2 separate regions of the Mus musculus genome follow, and region 1 is linked to region 2. A link is a contact called in public HiChIP or PLAC-seq data. All regions are on one chromosome and are shown on one strand. Each heading gives the region's core, a stretch centred on a gene start, on an enhancer-like site or on the middle of the called end of the contact. The rest is flanking DNA. Distances are from core to core; before and after follow the strand shown. Region 1 overlaps Zmynd8 (zinc finger, MYND-type containing 8). Region 2 has its middle 34 kb from the start of Platr29.

Region 1 (7,466 bases), core at 1,175-3,674, 120 kb before region 2:
GAAAGCAAATTCTTACTTGCCTCTCCCCAGAGCACCCAGTTCAAACCACTAATTACAGCCCAGGCTCCAGACACAGCCCTTCACTGGGCGCTGCCCATCTAGCCAGGTCCACCAGGGCCTTCATACCAAGCATTTCCTACAGATGGGAGACAGGGAGCCTAGCTTGGACAAGTGTCTGCCTGCGTGCTGAAGCAATGCACCATGGGAGAGAGCCCGAGGGAGCACATTCCTTTAACTGAAGGAATGCTGACATTCGGGATGAATTCTACCAGGACAGGGTGGGGAGAGGGCTTGCCTAGCCTACAGGAAGCCTGGGATCCATCCCCAACAACACACTACCAGGTGTCTAGGTGTACGCCTGGAATTTCTGCACTCAGGATGTGGGCAAAGAAGATCAGGAGTCCAACATAAAACAAGTTGAGACCAGTTGAAGCTACATGAGCCCCTCCCCCCACAGACGGGGGAGTGGTGGTGGGAAAATTAAACTGTGCTGCACCCCGCCAAAGCCAGTATTACCTCAAGAACTCACCTATTCTCCTGACAGGGGGAACCACTGGAATTTCTGTAAGAAACTCAATCTCTCTAATATTGAGATTTTTCATTTCTTTTTTGCTTTGATTCATCAGCCAAGCACGTGACAGAGTGAGCATGCTAATTCAGATGCCGATTATCACAAAAAAAAAATCTATTTTCTGTGCGGCACATGAGTTTAACCCCTACTGCATTCCTACATCTTCTCAAGATGCGGGGGTGGGGCCATACTCCCAAGGAACCTTTGCTTCATTTAATCCCGAGGGAATTTGCATGGTAAGTGGTGTCTCTGACTACCTGGTGTTCACAGGCAGACGGGGCGCCAAGCAAAGGGAGCTACTGGAGCGACTCCATAACTCCACTCAGCCTGTGCAGGAAGGAAAGGGGAGGCTGGGGAGGCTGGGAGGGAGGGTTTGAGTCTGTCAAAACATCATCCCCTCTGTCACTTCCCAGTTTAGATACACAGGAAGGCGGATGAGGAGGGGAGGTACTCCATCTTATGCTAGGAGCTTCGTTTAGTGGCAAACTGGGAAACGACCTCAGGGTCCTGAAAGCATTACTTTTAAAAGCGGTTTGCACAGAGGTGTTCATTTACTCCAGGAAGACAGAAGGGATAAATAAGTCTACATCAAACAGCAGGCCACAGAGCCACGGAACTCCTTCTGAAGCCAGATCCAACCAAGAGAACCAGGGAGGCGAGGTTCTTTCCCAACACGCCTGAAGCTAACCCTCCAAAACACCTGGACGAAGCCCCCCCTCACCAAGCTTGGCAGACAACCAGAAAACATTTTGCAATAACAAGGTCACAGGCTGCTAAGACAATATATAAAAACAATAGCCGTAGTCACTAGTGATAAAAGGTAGAGTTCGGGCTGGTGAGATGGCTCAGTGGTTAAGAGCGCTGACTGCTCTTCCAAAGGTCCTGAGTTCAAATCCCAGCGACCACATGGTGGCTCACCACCACCCGTAATGAAACCTGATGCTCTCTTCTGGAGTGGCTGAAGACAGCTACAGCGTACTTACATATAATAAATAAATAAATAAAGGTAGAGTTCGCTTTTAAGAACAACACAGTACCCCTCCGCCACCTTCACTCTGTGATGGCATTCTCCAAAGTTCCACGCACAGCCTGTTTTAAGCTCCCACCTGTCATGTTGTCCAAAGAAACGGGCGTCAACCTGCCCGTCTTTGTCCCTCAGAGCTTTCGCTGGCCAGAATGGAAATCCTTTCAGTTTTGCCCAGACCAAAGGGTGCGGATTGCTCTAGAAGAACAACAAAAGGCAGGGTTGGCGTTATATTTGGCAGCAAGACACACATTCAAGTCTGAAAGGTAACCTGAACGCAGGGAGGCAGGGAGGGCACAGCCCTGTGCTGATTAATTAGGCTTCCGTCAACCTGGCACAAGCAGAGTCATCTGGGAAGAGGGAACCTCAAGTAAGAAACAGCCTCCGTCGGACAGGCCTGTAGACAGAGCTGGAGGGCGTTTCCTTGATTGACATCTGTTGTGGGCGGGTCCAAGCCGCTGCTGGGCAGGTGGTCCTGGGTGTATTTACAAAGCAAGCTATGCAGGCCCTGAGAAGCAAGGCGGAGTGAGCCGATCTCCTCCAGGTCCTGTCTTAAGTTCCCTGGATAAAGGACTATATAAGCTAGAAGATGAAATTTACCCATGCCTCCCCAAGCTGCTGCAGGCCTGGGTGTTTATCACAGTAATTAGAAAGCAAAATAGGACATGAGCCAGGCAAGCAAGGGGACCCCCGGCAGGCGTGTAGCCTGAACAGCGCCTGCGCGAAGCTGAAAGCTAAAAGAGTGAATAAGGCTTGGGTCCTGGCTGACCCAAAAAGTCCACCTCCTTAGGCACCGCAGAAACAGTCACCACCTACTCTGTGCTAAGTTTGTACAAAATGTGGAGTTACACAAAAGTAAGAAGCTGCAGGAGCCATACTGTGTGCTGGGGCTCCCCCAAGCTTTAGCTCCACTGGTGTTTATCTCCAGAGGCAAGGAGAGGCCTGAGCCATCCTTTACTTAGCCGGTCTTGCCTGTTCGAACCCTCCACGCCACCGCTCTCTCCACCTCACCATGCCCAACTCTGGAGACCAGTGGTTCTCAACCTGTGGGTCTCGGCTCCCCTAAGGTCAATGGAAAATATAATTTTACTCTATGATCCATAACGGCAGCAAAATTACAGTTAGGAGATAGCAGCAAAACGTTTTTACGGCTAAAGGAACTGTACCAAAGGCTCACAGCATTGGGAAGGCTGGAAACCATTGCTTAAAACGTACTGGATTTGGTCAACGCCCAACACTGTCGAAGAAGAGTTTACCACATAGCTTTGCACTTCCATAAACCAACGATCTCTCTGGAGAGACAGACAGTCCCCCAGGGATGTGTATCTAGGGTCTTAAAACAGGAACTAACCAGACTTTATTTCAAATGACACAGCAAGCTGCAGCTGCGGTTCTGACACATCCTATGGTCTGCACCCCAATTGTCACAGTCCCCCTCGACAGTCAACCCAGTTACCAGGACACTTAATTCTGGAACAAAACGGTTCCGCCCAAGAGGCCGCCAAAGCCTGCTCAGTTCCCCTCCGCCCTGACTTTTTCAGAACAACTTCCATTAGAGCTTCCCAGTCTCGTCTCGTAAGTCCCCGGAGAGGGTCATCTCGGTGTAGCCACCAAAGGCACCAGAGTTTCCAAAAGTGAAACCAAAGAACGGGATCCAACTTACACAGGGCTCACAGAACCAGTTGTCTCGTTTTTGGCAAGCTGCAAGATAACATTCTGGACAGACTTCGATTTCATTCATCTGTAAAGAGAAAGATACATTAGAGTGTGGGGTCCCCGGGGCCTCCCATCTGGAAGCCCTACTAAGAGTGTGGGGCTCCCGGGGGTCCCCCATCTGGAAGCCCTACTAAATCCCCGACCCCTTTCCGTGCTTGGACTTTCATTTCAAGATCAGATTTTCTTCTTTTAGTTCTTCTTCTGTTTTTTTGGTTTTTGGTTTTTCAAGACAGGGTTTCTCTGTATAGCTCTGGCTGTCCTAGAACTCACTTTGTAGACCAGGCTGGCCTCGAACTCAGAAATCCACCTGCCTCTGCCTCCCGAGTGCTGGGATTAAAGGCGTGCACCACCACGCCCGGCTAGTTCTTCTTTTGTATTACAGGGCAGGCAGAGAGCGGCAGAATCTTGCCAGGTAGCTCAGGCTGGCCTCAAAGTGACCAAGAGAGTCTCCTGCCTCCGCCTCCCAAGTGCTGAGACCATAGGTTCACAACAGTACACACTCAGTTTGCTGACTGACTAATAACAACCAGGACATCAGCCACACCATGGCTGTCCTGCCCACCTTTAAGATGATATTCAAACAGGTGGACAGCACAGCTTAGAACCCACCAATGGTCTCACCTAAAGTCAAAGTTTACCCCGGACAAGCCCAGAGGCTTCAGAAAACAAGCCGCACATGACTCTGGGCCTGCACCACTTCATAGGTGGTCCAGGATGATGCACCACACACACAGAATCCACACAGCAGCTAACTCCACAGACTGAGCCCTACTGAGATATCCTGTGGTATCTACGGTCACGACACCTTAACACAACCAAGCCTACGTCTTCCACGCCTGAGTGTCTATTTACTTCTCACAGTGGGACAAGGTCAGACCACGATCATCTCATTTTAACTGCAGAAAGGGATGAAGCCCTAAAAATTCAAATATCCTACTGAGGGTCCCCTGTGGCAGAGAGAGGTAGGGCAGGGAATTGAACCCGGGCAGTGGATCTCTAAAGCCTGTGTCTCCTCAACATACTTAGCAGCTATTATTTTCCCGGTATTGGCGCTCTCACATTGCTCCTTGCCTCCTGATGCCATGCAGGGCCCATGTATGTAGCAGGTGATCTGCTACATCGTCATTCCTCAGCCCACATCCGTCCGCCTGAGCTAGTGTAACTAGGGACTGAAGTGGGAGGGAGCACTGTACCCCTCCTTCCAAAGGATAAGAGTGAGGGGTGCGTCAAGGCTTGCTGCCAACGCAATACAACCAGAAAGGACAGTGAAATGTTACTGTCTGCTGATCACCTGCAGGAAATACACACAGACGTATACTTTTTAAATTTACATAGATGGGCTGGAGAGGTGGCTCAGAGGTTAAAGGCACCTGATGTTCTTGCAGACAACATGGGTTCAGTTCCCAGCACCCACCTCAGGAAGCTTGAAAGCACAGGTAACTCCATTTCTAAGAGCATGGCCTCTGGTCCCTTCAGGCATCTGGATACTCATGATGGACATAAATACAAAGGTACCCATAAACACAATGAAGGAATGAAGGAATGAATGAATGAGCGAGTAAATGAATGAGTGAATGAATCTTTTACAAAGATAGGCCCTTCCTGTGCTGAAAGAACACACAGTTTCACACACTTGCACCCAGGTAGGTGTCCACACTGACATAGCTATCCTGGAAGCAGTCAGAAAATTGCCACCAACTAGTAGAAAGGCCCCATCTCTTGACATCATTGACATGCTGTTATCTGGGAATTTCATGCCTGAGAACCACACAATCAAGTTAGATGAGGGGGGGTGGAAACCCACCACGGCCGAGCAATGTGGCAGGAATGGTGGCATAGTGGTTACACCTCTACTCCCGGCACTACAGAGGCAGAGGCCAGCCCAACCTATGCAGCAAGTTCAAGGCTAGTCAGGATGTATAATGAGACCCCATTGAAAGAAAGAAAGAAAGAAAGAAAGAAAGAAAGAAGGGAGGGAGGGAGGGAGGGAGGGAGGGAGGGAGGGAGGGAGGGAGGGAGGGAAAGAGGAAAAAGGAGGAAGGGCTGGAGCCTTCCTTTGTGAATGATGTCATCGGCTACCTAACTCAATCCCAACTGTAGACGCCAAGGTCACACCAGACAAACTGACAAAGACTGGATTCCCTGCACAATTTCCTAAAGATTATTCCCATCTTCACTGCTGAACTAAGGGGCTCCTCCTGTAACACTGGGGTTCCCTCTTTCCTGCTCTGATGTTGCTTGAAGAGACATGATGCCATGCATGATACAGTGCACACAAAAGTCACTGCAGCCACCCACTGGGGTGCCCTGCCTCTAGGAGAGCCCCCAAACCGCGTACCTCGTGCTCACAGATTTTGATGACGACTTTTGCTATTTGCGTCAACTTGTGATTTCCTAAGGGAATAAGAAAAGAGGATTACTTCACAGGCAACCAGTAACCAGGAAACAGCCTGCCTCAGGGTTACACACTCACATTAGCGATATTTTAATTTGTTCCCCTCCCCGTAAGATTCACCATTTAAAGGCTGAAACTTATCTATCAAGGACCAAGCTTTGCCAGCATCTTGCAACTGAGTAGCTGGTGTGGAATTCCGTAGATAAATTACCTCAAGTACTCTGACATTCTAAAGGCTAGAATTAGCAGAAAGCCTTTACTTAACCCTGTAATTTCAGTACACCATGGCCAGGAAGGATGGCTGGTGCCTCCCTAAGATTCCACCTGAAACTATAGAAAAACAGGTGAGATGGTTCTCATTTACTTAATGACTATTGAGTCAAAATCCAGAGTCCCTGCCTCTACCAGAACTCTTAGCTAACGAGCTGGGCATCAGGCAAAGATGTGACGCCGAGCCTCTCTCCCCTGCACCAATGCAGAGAGATCAGGATGGCCAAAGGGCTATGGTCTATCTGATCCTGATAGCCATTTTCAGAAGCTGTCAATTTGTTGGGCTGAGGAGATGGTCTCATCAGTATAGTGCTAGCCTTGAAAGGCTAAGGACTCAATGGCCAGTCACTCTAGCCTAACAGGCCAGCTCCAAGCCTGAGCGACACGGTCCCACAAGACAACCAGAGACCAAGGTGGAGGGTTTCTGAGGTTGACCTCAAGCCTCACACACACATACAGGCGTGTGCACACACACACAGGTGCATGCCCCCTCCCCTGGCAGGCACATACAGGAATGTGCACTCATTGAGTATGCATGTATCCATACCTACACATAACACATTGCCATGGCAAGTAAACAAACAATGCACAGGAAGGGGCCTTTAACGGTGGCCTCCGCAGACCTGCAGGGATCTCCCATCCTCCATCCAGCCCACACCACACTGGCCATCCTGGCTGGAGTTAAGTGTTGTGTTCCTCCACCTGAGCCCATTTCCATTTGTATGACGTAATAAACAACTCTCCATCAGGTGTGTCCCCTCAGTTCACTCTCTAAGTGTTTTTCGGCAGAGCCTGCAGCTCACTCATCCAAGAGCATTGGACACTTCCCTGCCTCTACATTGTCTGGGGTGACAGACGGGTGCCGTGACTCCTAGGTTTTTTACACAGGCTTGGTTAAGGGCAACTCAGCTCTTCCCAGCCACCTAAGCCTGATTTTATTATTAAGGCTCTTTTCAACTATATGTACGGGAGAGACGAAATGAAGCGGCAGAGGACAGAAGAGCTGGATCAGCCCCAGGGAATCTTGGAGTTACAGGCAGTTCTGAAAGGCCCAACATGGGTCCTGGGAAACCAATCCCGTATTGTCTGGAAGAGCGGCAGGTGCTGCCATGGCAGGACCCATCAAACCTGCATCTTAGCAAAAGGCAGGAGATGGCCGGGCTAGCGGCACACCCTCCGCCTTGGGAACCTCCGGGCCACTCACCCCCATTATAAATAATGCAGTTGTGCAGGATCCACTTGGCATCGGCCAGGAAGGCTTCTGTGCAGCCGTACATCTTCTTTTTTGCATTCTGGGAGGAGAAGCCAGAGAACATTATGACCGTCGAAGTCTATACAGGCGGCAGTGCTAACACCTGGGTCCCCGCGCCTTTCATAGCCATCTGCCGAATTAATCGGCGCTCTCGGACTCGTCTCCCAGGATGCTATTAGGTTCAAGATCTATAGCCCTATAAAAGGCGCCCAGAGTCATCACAGGGATTTGAGCATTC
Region 2 (6,623 bases), core at 4,105-6,604:
TTCTTCTAACAAGGCTGCACTTCCTAATAAGGCCACTCCTTATGGGCCAAGCATTCAAACCACCACATCTGTCGTCGTCGTCTTCTTCTTTAAAGATATTTATTTATTTATTTATTTATATTTATTTACTTATTATATGTAAGGACACTGTAGCTGTTTTCAGATGTACCAGAAGAGGGCGTCAGATCTCATTACCGATGGCTGTGAGCCACCATGTGGTTGCTGGGATTTGGACTCAGGACCTCCGGAAGAGCAGTCAGTGCTCTTAACCGATGAGCCATCTCTCTAGCCCCTGTCTTCTTTCTGATGGCTCACATCCAAAAAGTAATAATGTCGGTGTTTCGATGCAGAATCCTGGCAGCGGGTGTGTACTTCATACCCCTGTGGATGCTCTGAGTCCCTGGAGAAGCCACCTTTAAATGACTGTCATGCTTCAGACCATCAATGGCTACTTGGGTCACAGAAGCAAAGACTGAAATAATCATGGTGGCTGCCCTCAGGACCTGCTCCTGCCTGATAAGGACTCTCTGGCTTGTTCTAAATTTAACTATGAGGAGGGACAGGGGGGTGGAGGAGAGAAAAGATAAATGAGGGAAGTCACTTAACTAATGGCCTAATCCAGCAAAAGTCAGCCTCACACTCCTGGACTCAGAGTAGTGAGTGGCACATGCCTGTCTGTGATCCTGGTACCTGGGACGCTGAGCCAGGAAGATCATGAGTTCTAGACCAGCCTGTATCAAGTCTCAAAACCAGGAGGTCACTTCAGTTGGTAAAGCACTCACTGTCTAAGCTTGGGGATGTGAGTTCTAATCCCTGGCACCCCTCTAAAAAGCTAAGTGTCCTGGGTAACAGAAATAAGAGAATCTCTGGGGCTTTTTGGCCAACCAGTCTAGCCAATCAATGACCTCTAGGCTCAGCAAGAGACTGTGTCTCCAAAAATAAAGGGGAAGGGCTGGAGGGATGGCACAATGGCTATGAGCTCCCTCGCGGCTCTTGCAGAGAACCTTGGCTCAGTTTTCTGCTCTTACAGGGCAGCTCACAACCATCTGTGACTTCAGTTCCAGGGGATCTAATGCTCTCTTCTGACATCTGAGGCCACCAGGCACGCAAGAGGTAAACAGACATACACGAAGAAAAAACACTCATACAGATTAAGTAAATGTCTTAGGGTGCCAGGCAGTGATGGCGCACGCCTTTAATCTCAGCACTTGGGAGGCAGAGGCAGGCAGATTTCTGAGTTTGAGGCCAGCCTGGTCTACAGAGTGAGTTCCAGGACAGCCAGGGCTATACAGCGAAACCCTGTCTCGAAAAACAAAAAAACAGAACAAACAAACAAAAAATGTCTTAGGATTTTACTGCTGTGAACAGACACCATGACCAAGGCAACTCTTATAAAGACAACATTTATTTGGGGTTGGCTTACAGGTTCAGAGGTTCAGTCCATTACCATCAAGATGGGAACATGACAACATCCAAGCAGGTGTGGTACAAAAGGAACTGAGAGTTTTGCATCTTCATCTGAAGGCTGCTAACAGAATATTGACTTCCAGGCAGCTAGAATGAGGGTCTTAAAGCCCACACCCACAGTGACACTTCTACTCCAACAGGGCCACACCTTCTAAAAGTGCCAGCCACTGGTCTAAGCATATACAAACCATCACAGTAGATAAGTAAGTAAATAAATAAATACATGAACACATATGTGAAATAGGGCAAAGAGTAATTGAGGAAGTCACAGGCCAATGACCTTAGACTTCCACGTGCACACCCCCCCACATGGTTACACACACACATCTACACACACACTAAATCCATGATGACATCATATTGCCATGACATCCTGCTCACAGATTTAACCAATCCAGAAGCAGCAAGTCCTTCTGCCATGGCTAACCCATTCTCAGGGTCTCCAAGATTCATGCTAGCCCATCCCCAACACCTATGTAGGTTCAACATAAATGTATGCTTTCTTTCCCCCAATTAAAATGTAAAGGTGTGTGTGTGTGGGGGGATGTTCTTTAAAGTCTGGGCATGAGCCAGGTGGTGGTGGTGCATGCCTTAATCTCAGCACTTGGGAGGTGGATCTCTGAGTTCTAGGCTACTCTGGTCTATAGAGTGAGTTCCAGGACAGCCAGGGCTATACAGAGAAACCATGTCTTGAAAAACCAAAACCAAACCAAACTAACCCAAAATCTGGACATGGTGGAGGATGCCTATAATCTTGGCATTTGGGAGGTTGGGCCAGGAAAGTCCTCAAGAATGTGAAGCTAGCCTGTGCTACATATCCAGTATTAAGAATATGAAGCTAGCCTGAGCTACATATCCAGTATCAAGCCAGTCAGAGCTACATAGGGAGATCCTGTCTCAAAGCAAAATAAATACAAAACAAAATGTTTGTCAAAACTGGGTGTGTGAGCCGGGATGCCTTTAATCCCAGCACTTGGGAGGCAGAGGCAGAGGCAGAGGCAGAGGCAGAGGCAGAGGCAGAGGCAGAGGCAGAGGCAGAGGCAGAGGCAGAGGCAGAGGCAGAGGCAGAGGCAGAGGCAGAGGCAGAGGCAGAGGCAGAGGCAGAGGCAGAGGCAGAGGCAGAGGCAGGCAGATTTCTGAGTTCAAGGTCAGCCTGGTCTACAAAGTGAGTTCCAGGACAGCCAGGGCTACACAGAGAAACCCTGTCTCAAAAACACAAAAACAAAACAAAAAAATGGGTGTGTAACTTAGTGTTAGAATGCTCATCCAGTATGCATGGAGTCCTGAGTCCCATCTCCAGTATTAGATCTCATTTTGTGTGTGCTTGTGTGCCTGTGCATATGTGTGTGTTTGGGTACATGTGGGGGCATCTATGTCCCATAGTGCATTTGTGGGGTTCAGGTGTTGGTTTTCTCCTTCACGATGTGGTGGCCAGGGACTGAGCTCAGGTTACCAGGCTTGGTGGCAAGTGTCTTCATCTGATGAATCGTCTCACCAGACTCCAACACAGACTTTTTTTTTTTGTTTTTGTTTTTTCAAGACAGGGTTTCTCTGTGTAGCCCTGGCTGTCCTGGAACTTGGAACTCACTTTGTAGACCAGGCTGGCCTCAAACTCAGAAATCCACCTGCCTCTGCCTCCCGAGTGCTGGGATTAAAGGCGTGCGCCACCACGCCTGGTACAGACTTTTTAAAAATAGCTCTTAGACATGGGATCAGCAGACAAACTTCCTTTTTCCTCTTTTGGCTTTTGTGAGGCAGTCTTATGTAGCTCAGGCTAGCCTCACACTCCTGCTTCTACCTCTCAAAAGCTGGCATGAAATGGGTATACCACCATGTCTAACTTCATTCATTTTGTTTGTTCTTGAGACAGGGTCCAATTTAAGGGTGGTTGGCTTGTAATAATTCCAAAAGGTCCTCCACCTCGGGTTCTTCAGCTCTGGTACCCTCGTCCAGAGCCATTATGCTGGCTGGCAGCCATATTTCCTTTTGCTACTTATTGCACTGAAAGAGCAGCAGGAACCTCTGCTGGCCCCAGACCTCTTTCTGTCTAGAATTTTCAACAGTTCAATAAACCCCTCTCTTTCAGAGATTCTGTGGTTCCTAATAGCCCTTAGCCTTTTGGGGGCCCCTCTTCTTCCTGACTGCAAAGCCTCTTTCACTTCCTTAAACACCACTGAGCCCCTTCTGGTTTGTTCTGGTCTCATCAGAGAACTCACAGATCTCTGTGAGATCAAGGCTGAGTGGGGCTGCATGGTGAGACCCTTACACACACACATACACACACACAAGCTTTTGGGGCTGAAAAGATGGCTCAAGCTACATCCCTAATACTTATGTAAAAGTCAGGAGGCATGGTAGTGCTTATATGGAACACCAGCTTGGGAAGGTGGGGATCCAAACAGATGAATCTCCAGCTCACTCCTCACTGGCTGTCTCCTCAGTGTAGTGAATGAGAAAGATCCAGGCTCAGAGAGAGCAGCCACTGTCAGAGAGAGAGAGAGAATGAGGGAGGGAGGGAGGGAGGGAGGGAGGGGGGAGGGGGAGGGGAAGGGGGAAGGGAGGGGGGTGGGGGGAGGGGGGGAGGGAGAGAGAAAGAGAGAGAGAGAGATCCAGTGTGTACTTGTGCTCGCATGAGTGTGCGCATACACACACACACACACACACACACACACACACACACGGTTTTTCACTGCTCCAGTGTGCAGTCTCCATAGCAAAGTTTTCCAAGTTCCAGATGCCATTGTGCAGCAGGAGTGAGGGCCACAGCTGGGTGAGCGTCTCCTTGACCTGCTTGTTCATGCAGGGCTAGGGACCTGTGGGTTTACTTACTCAGTTGACCACAGTGTCAGTCCTATGGTGACCAAGTCCTTGAAGCTAGCATGCAGTGTGAACAGGGCTATGCACAATGAACCTGACTGCAAATGCAAATCCTAATACTTAACTAGACCTGAAACCTCAGCACTTGAGAAGCACAGGGAGGGCTGGAGAGATGGCTCAGAGGTTAGGAGCACTGACTGCTCTTCCACAGGTCCTGAGTTCAATTCCCAGCAACCACATGGTGGCTCACAACCATCTGTAATGGGGATCTGATGCCTTCTTCTGGTGTGTCTGAAGACAGCGACAGTGTACTCATATAAATAAAATAAATCTTTTTTTAAAAAAGGAGAGAGGGCTGGCAAGATGGCTCAGTGGTTAAGAGCGCCGACTGCTCTTCTGAAGGTCCCGAGTTCAAATCCCAGCAACCACATGGTGGCTCACAACCATCCGTAACAAAATCTGATGCCCTCTTCTGGAGTGTCTGATAACAGCTACAGTGTACTTACATATAATAAATAAATAAATAAATAAATAAAAATAAAAAATAAATAAATAAATAAAAAAGGAGAGAGAGAGAGAGGCACAGGGAGGAGCATTGGGGGCTAGCCTCAGCTACACGAAGAGTTGGAAGCCAACCTAGACTACATAAGAGTGTCTCGAAGAAGAAGAAGAAGAAGAAGAAGAAGAAGAAGAAGAAGAAGGAGAAGGAGGAGGAGGAGGAGGAGGAGGAGGAGGAGGAGGAGGAGGAGAAGAAGAAGAAGAAGGAGGAGAGAAGAAGAGAGAAAGAAAGAGAGAGTTAGATTAGATTGTCCTTTGGCTGAGACTGCCTAACACCTCACCATGACTGAGCTCTAGTGCCCAGTCCTCACACGGTGGGGGGCATGTCTTCTTTCTTTCCCTTTCCTAAAGTGGGAACCACAGAAACTGGAAGTGGCTTGTGCTTCTCTCCACTCCTGGTCCCTGAGAGCCCCTCACGTGTTTCCTATCAGAGAAACTTCCCTCCACCTCTCTGTCAGCAGGAAGCCCAGAGGCGGAGCCTGAGGGGGGCCTGAGGTCTTGGGTTGGCAGAAACAGGTTCCTGAGAGGCTCTGGTGGGGGAGATGAGGAAGCCAGGTGGGGAAAGAGAGAAAGTCACCACAGATGTGAGAAAGAGAGGCATCCTGGAGAGCAACAGGGTAAGAGCTGAGGGGACTTTGTGAGGTAGGTGGCACTTGGCCTGAAGGACCTCATAGGGCTTGTGGGATGGCTCAGCAATTGAGAGCACTTGTTCTTCCAGAAAACCCAGGTTCACTTGGTGGCACTACCTGGTAACTCCAGTGTCTGATGCTTTCTTCACATCTGTGAGCACCAAGCACTCACCTGGTGCACATACCTGTGGAATATGCACACTCACAAACAGACTGAGAGATAGATAGATAGATAGGTAGGTAGGTAGGTAGATAGATAGGTAGGTAGGTAGGTAGGTAGGTAGGTAGATAGATAGATAGATAGATAGATAGATAGATAGATAGATAGATAGATAGATAGATAGATAGATAGATAAGAGTCAGGCAGTGGCAGCTCACACTAATGCCAGCATTAGGGAGGCAGAAGCAGGTGGATCTCTGAGTTCAAGGCTAGCCTGGTTTACAGAGGGAGTTCCAGGACAGCCAGGATTATACAGAGAAACCCTGGAGAGAGAGAGAGAGAGAGAGAGAGAGAGAGAGAGAGAGAGAGAGAGAGAGAGAAGGAGAAGAAGGAGAAGAAGGAGGAGGAGGAGGAGGAGGAGAAGAAGAAGAAGAAGAAGAAGAAGAAGAAGAAGAAGAAGAAGAAGAAGAAGAAGAAGAAGAAGAAGAAGAAGAGAGAGAAAAAAAAGAAAAGAATGGGCCCCATATCGTGTTGTGCTTGGCAAAGTCCATGCTTATCTGAGAATATCCTCAGGTAGAGAATTTCAGGTACACATGAGTCCCCAGACCTTTTGCTGACAACCATGTGTGTGTATTTTATTGTCTTTATAACAAAATCAGTTCAGAACTGTATCTCTCTCTCTCTCTCTCTCTCTCTCTCTCTCTCTCTCTCACACACACACACACACACACACACACTCCTCCAAGCTTTTCTCTTATGTATGGATGCTTTATCTTCATGTATGTATGTGCACCACATGTGTGTCTGATGCCCTAGGAGGTTAGAAAAGGGCATCGAGTCTCCTGGATCTGGAGTTACAGACAGTTGTGAGCTGCCACACGTGAGGGCTGGAACTAGAACCCATGTCCTCTGGAAGAGCAGCCAGGGTTCTTAACCACTGAGCCACTGTGCACATCTCATGATAGCCAGAATCCTTAGCCTTAGATCTGCAG

What was found. HiChIP or PLAC-seq counts read pairs in DNA pulled down with a chosen protein or histone mark.
Region 1: an H3K27ac HiChIP or PLAC-seq map of microglia shows a contact between it and region 2, with 3 times the contacts expected there. The contact joins two enhancer-like sites. A contact is called at or near these places in 7 of 115 datasets of contacts at active chromatin or transcription factors (SST interneurons, bone marrow-derived macrophages, double positive thymocytes and 4 more).

What each region holds. Positions count from the first base shown.
Region 1 is chr2:165,831,632-165,839,097 of GRCm38.p6, forward strand. Zmynd8 (zinc finger, MYND-type containing 8) reads right to left here. Exons shown (of 23, transcript NM_001363020.1): 7 at 7,181-7,268; 8 at 5,650-5,705; 9 at 3,259-3,336; 10 at 1,678-1,793. Among named protein-coding and RNA genes, the nearest start is that of Gm11465, 46 kb to the right of the region's middle. Within about 2 kb of position 2,425, at least 31 of the 459 cell types and tissues checked have an H3K27ac peak or open chromatin away from gene starts, as enhancers often do. A contact at or near this core is called in microglia, where this site is marked.
Region 2 is chr2:165,944,602-165,951,224 of GRCm38.p6, forward strand. No RefSeq gene overlaps it. Among named protein-coding and RNA genes, the nearest start is that of Platr29, 34 kb to the right of the region's middle. Within about 2 kb of position 5,355, at least 88 of the 459 cell types and tissues checked have an H3K27ac peak or open chromatin away from gene starts, as enhancers often do. A contact at or near this core is called in microglia, where this site is marked.